Regions from separate parts of the Triticum aestivum genome. Here region 1 is linked to region 2. A link is a contact called in public Hi-C data. All regions are on one chromosome and are shown on one strand. The core of a region is the stretch at or near the end of the contact, and the rest is flanking DNA. Distances in the headings are between cores, read along the strand shown.

The links. Hi-C and Micro-C count contacts between places; a contact is called where the count stands out from the background.
Region 1: a Hi-C map of root shows a contact between it and region 2, with 8 times the contacts expected there. The contact joins the promoter of LOC123184132 here to the enhancer-like site in region 2. A contact is called at or near these places in 4 of 5 Hi-C or Micro-C datasets (leaf, root and an unstated tissue).

Annotation. Positions count from the first base shown.
Region 1 is chr2A:1,422,998-1,425,697 of IWGSC CS RefSeq v2.1, forward strand. It overlaps LOC123184132 (zinc finger protein ZAT5), which reads right to left and starts at 1,348. Exons shown (of 1, transcript XM_044596312.1): 1 at 1-1,348. The coding sequence starts at 1,060. The coding sequence ends at 32.
Region 2 is chr2A:1,384,711-1,387,410 of IWGSC CS RefSeq v2.1, forward strand. No RefSeq gene overlaps it. Among protein-coding and RNA genes, the nearest start is that of LOC123184132, 38 kb to the right of the region's middle. Within about 2 kb of position 1,416, at least 2 of the 8 cell types and tissues checked have an H3K27ac peak or open chromatin away from gene starts, as enhancers often do. A contact at or near this core is called in root, where this site is marked.

The sequences.
Region 1 (2,700 bases), core at 98-2,597, 38 kb after region 2:
AATTACTGTCTGTCTGTGCGTTGATCGCCGCCTAGAAATGGCAGTCCACCAGGGCCGACGCCGGCGCCCGGAACGGCAGCAGCGCCGCCGGCACAGACGGCCGCTCCTTCACGGCGAACGTGAAGGAGCCCGGCGATGTCGCGGTCGCGGCGTCGTCGCAGGGCGCCGGCATGTTGAGATCCAGCTCCAGGAGGCTCTTCTCCTTCCTGATCACCAGCACCGCCGCCACGTCGTCCGTGGAAGAGACGGACGCCGACGCCGGCAGGAGCGGGCGGTGCCGCCGCATGTGCCCGCCCAGCGCCTGCCCGGACCCGAACTCCGCGCCGCAGATGGAGCACTCGTGCACCCTCCCCTGCCCCTGCTGCTTGGACGACACGCCGGTCGCCGTAGCTTCTTGCTTGGGCGGCGTCGCCGGGACCGGGATCGCCAGCACCGTCCGATCAACGGCAGCGGCCGGCGACGGCGGTGGCGTCTTCTCCTCGGCGGCCTGCGGCGGCAGCTTCATCTTCTCCTCGGACGACGCCGTCGTGGCCGTGGTGGGCGGGAGCGGAAGCGGGAGGCGCGGCTTCTTGTGGCTGGTGCGGTGCCCGCCGAGCGCCTGGAAGGACGGGAAGCACTTGCCGCACGTCCGGCACTCGTACACGAACTCCCCCTCGCCGCCGTCCGCCGGGCGCCGGCTCCGGAACTTGCCCTCCCTCGCCGTGGCCACCGCGACGTCGTCCCTCACCACCACCGACGAGGAGGAGGACGACGGCCCGGCCCGGCTTCCCTGGCCGCCACCGCCGCGCGCGAGGAGCATGAGGCAGAGCGCCATGTCCTCCTCCTCCTCGGTGACGCACCCGGAGGCCGCCTCGTCCGCGCCAGACCGCCACCCGCCACCGTCCGCCACCGAGGAGGAGGACGACGCCACCTCTCCCGCGGCGCTGGCCGTGGTGACCGCGGTCACCTCGGCCTCGGCGGCCGCGTGCACGCGGCGCCGCTTGCTGCGCTTGCCCTTGACGACGATGGCCGCAAGCGCGGCCGGTGGCGTGCCGTAGCCATCGCCGGCGTCCTCCCCCATGGATCGATGGGCGTGGGAGCGACGTGAGAAACAAGGAGAGGGGAGGGAGGGAGGAGAATACAAGGTGGTGGAAGGAGGAAGGTTGGTGATGGATGCTTAATAGTTTGCTTGCATATGGAGAGTGGGTTGAGAGGAAGGAAGGGATGGAGTGGTGGTGGTGTGTGTGTGTGTGTGGAGTGGTGGTAATAATAAAGTGAGGGTTTGGCTTTGATGTCAACAAGGCCAGGCAATGTGGCAGCTAAGAAGGATTGATGGAGAAAGAAAGAAAAGCTTGCTCATTCATGCCTGCCAATGTGGCAATAAACTACTAGTGCTCATTGCTCATTGCTCAATGGCTGGCTGGCTAGGCCTGTTATTTTGGGACTTGTGCAAAACTAAGAGTGTGGTGTGTCAAGGGCTCTCCTTCTTTGGCTTGCAACAGATTAAGAGGGAAAAAGTAAATGCGACAGGAATGCGGGTGCAAAACAGAGGATGGAAAACAGGGATATATAGTCCAGCGGACTTGTGTGGATGAGTCGCATACGGTACACACAAGTGTGCGTTGATCTTACGCGTTGGAGTAAACCATGTCTTGCATAAAGCTAATATGCCAGCGAAAAAAAATATGCCCGTTAAATATTTACCAGATATTTCTATGCATTTAGCGAGGCAATGTCATCATCCGTGTGTTCCTGCCTGTTATCCCATTGAAAAACCACTGCTTTCCGCGTTTAATCGGTGAAAGAGATGGCGTGGATGTTTTGGTTCCTATTTACTTTTGGTTACAGGAAAATAATACAAAAGGGAACTTTCTTACACATTCCGTAAATCGCGCGCCTTTTCTAAAAATTTATTCACCCCACAAAGGGCATAATCATTAGAACCTGGAATTTTACCTCATATCTTCAATATGTCTACATGGGAGTGTTCCTCTAGTGATTACACTTGGGTGTTTGTAGAAAAAATGCCACGCATGAAGAAAATTATGATGGTTATGTTTGTGATCAACAGGTGTAACTTCACTTGTTTAAGTAGCATGTGGTTGTATACCTAGTTAGACATAATATAATTTTGTATGTTATCTTGGATTCTGCTCTAGTCCCTTCATGTGGGACAGATCTTTCAACAAGATCTACATGGTAGTGGCCAAGATGTTAGAACCATCAAAGGTGAGTGGTTAACCATGAAACCCACCATGAGTCCATAATATAACAATTATCTAATCATCATTACACTCTACATCACCCCTAGAAATTTGATCGAAGATCGCCCGATCCAAGTGCACATTAGAATCTCACAAGTAAGGAAAATAATGTGATTCTTGCTATGTTGGAAAACAGAGATGACATGCTAACTCAAATAGCTCAAGGAAAATCTACTATTGAATCCAAGTCGACGTTTGCCTTTCTTTCACCAATCAAACTAGGAGGTTAATTTTCATAAGCTTGCTTGGAATGTAAGATGATCACTATAATTTTGGAAGAACTTGAAACTTCTACCACATGTCCCAATATAGTTAATTATAGAATGATTTCCACCTTTTACCCCACAGTAGCTGGAATTTGTACATGTGTGACACCCCATTTATTGAACTTGCTCTCAATTTTAATCCAGAGAAATTTCCACTAAATGGGCTAACTTATATTACAAATAGACAACTA
Region 2 (2,700 bases), core at 166-2,665:
CTAAACACTCTTATATTAGTTTACGGAGGGAGTATTAGCTGCGCATACGCTATGTATATGTCTTCCTCCTCCTACAGTTCTATGTATGTACCATACTTGTTATGTTGCTTCGACGATCTCGAATCTTATGAGTAAAATAGTTGACGTTTTTAAGCAGAAGAAACATCTTTTTTTTTCATCGGTGGCGCTCTTTTCGAGAGATGCGTTATTGTCATTCTAATTAAACATTTGCAATATCATCGGACATTTCAGCTTATTGCTTTTGAACGGACAAGCGTCCTTTGTGATTTGAAAACGCCTTTATGGATGTTTATCTAGTCTAGAGCGGTAAATATGCACCACCTGAAAACATACCCTCTCCATCTGAAAAAACCCAAGTGCTAGACATTCATTTGAGGGACAAATTTTTCCGGACGGAGGGAGTACTAAATAGTAAACCCTGCTATGCTAAAAAAAACTGCTTTAACTGAGATAATCCTAGAACCTGTTGGAACAAACCCACCGGCGACATACGCCGAACCGCCCTCCGGCGATGAACGCCAGACAAAGGTAGAAGAAGATGAATAGAATTTTCCAGCGACGAACGCCCCGGCCGCCGAACGGCCTGTATGTTGGCTTCTATTCAACTCAACTATTCAAACACACATACATGGAGGTACACACGCACACACGCAGCACAACCCCGGAAGAACTCTCACATCGACCGAGCGCATACCACGGTCCTGACTGAGACTACATCTTCCATAGGCCCCTTCCCCTCGGCTTGGTCCATACCGTCACCATGGCGCGGCAACAGACCTGTGCACCTCGACCAATACACATGGTTTGGGTCTTTATACCCGTGCACACACACCAGGCTGGCTTGCCGCTGCATGCACTTGGCCACACCGCAAGTCACGCACGCACTAGCCTAACAGCCACAACATTAGGCCACTAACCCATGCACTAACTACCCACTGGAATCTCTCCACGATCAACAACATCCGGCTGTGCAGCTAACAACCATGCATGCACCAGCACAACGGCTCGGCCGCCACTCACGCACCGCTAAGTCAAGATTATAGCTATCAGAACCTCCTATGTGATCCAAAAAAGAAGCATCATAGAGTACACCATCCAATGTCATAGAATGTATATTAGTGGAGTTGAGGGGGGTACACATGGTTTGTACTCTACTACTAATTTAGTGCTCAAGGTTGATATTCACAGCACAAACTTAAGCCCAAGTCCAACCATACTAACCTTTTGGTACAACAGAAGCATATATGCTAATTAATGCAATAGCCCATGTACCACACTGGAATCTCTCAAATATATCCACAAAACATTTTCCCTAATAAAAATACAACATGACTACCATCTCACAAACTACTCTTGTGGGGGCTGCAGTGCTGGTGTAAGATAGTGTGTCCACATAGCAATTTCCAGTGTGTCATGGTCATGGACGCTTGGATGGGGCAGTTGGCCGTAGGGCCCAAGGGGCAGTAGGTTCCAACGACCTCTAACAACTAGGGAGAGTGTGGCTGCTGCTTTAATGCCACTGGAAGTGAAGTCCACTTCGCTGAGAGTGTGGATCACTACCCCTACTCTTGCTACTGACTGCAGATCAGCAGAGCTCCCCTCCCTTTCTTGATTAGTTGGTGACTCTGCTGCTCTACTTAACTTGAGCAGACACACACCTGATTCTAAGTACAGCACCCACCACCACACTCACTTTTTTTTTTGCAGTCCCATCCATCGCAGATCGTCGTTCATAGTCATAATGTGAGATCAGAATCCTCCTGTTAAAGCTAACTAATTACTAAATGAAGTTATGTTGAGTTTCATAAATATGTGACTAAGTCATTGGTAGGTCAGTGCATATCTTGTGAAAAATATTGAAAACAAGCCAAGTCCGCAAAACCTGACAAAATAACTAAAACAGCCAGGAAGCATCTTCTTATTTTGTAATATGAATATACTACCAAATAGAAACAAATCAAATTTTCATAGTTGTTGACACTTGGCAAGATAGAGACTGAAGACTAGTTCTAATGTAATGAAGGAGTAATGATCGTTGCTCAACTTCTCCTGCTGCAGAGTGTAATGCCAGTAGGGTAGGTAAAGTTTATATGCATTAAGAAATTAAGAAGCCCTAAGCTCCATGTGCCATTCTCTCAAGCACCTCACTTAATCCCCAAGAGATGCGCTTGATTGATGACGGACATGAACCAAAGCTTTACTTAATTTGGGGCTTAACTAGGCATGTTCGGGTCTGACTTAATACCCCCACTTCGATGCTTCTTCTGTTTAATTTGGGAGATTAGTCCCATAGCCATGTTCTTAGATTAGTGAGCTTGAAGGGTCATTTATATGCATGAGCTATAATTGGAGTGTGCACAACTGTTCAAAGTAGTGGGTGCCAATCAATGGGCATCTCCATCTAAAACAGGGTCATGTCACGCACTATCTAGTTAGCCTTTGGTACAAAATCTCATCGGTTTTTAATTTGGGTGTCTAAATGTTCAAACATTCAAATTATAGTCTTGAATATTTGCTTAGTTATTCATGTTATCATTCTTCTTCTTTTGTTTCACTTCAGATTGTAACAAGGTTGGATGAATTGTGGCCCTTTCTCGTGCACCTTGTGGCACGACGTGCTTTCGTGGATCGGGTCGACATCCCAGCTCTCCATCAACAAGGACTTCGTGGGCTGGTGGC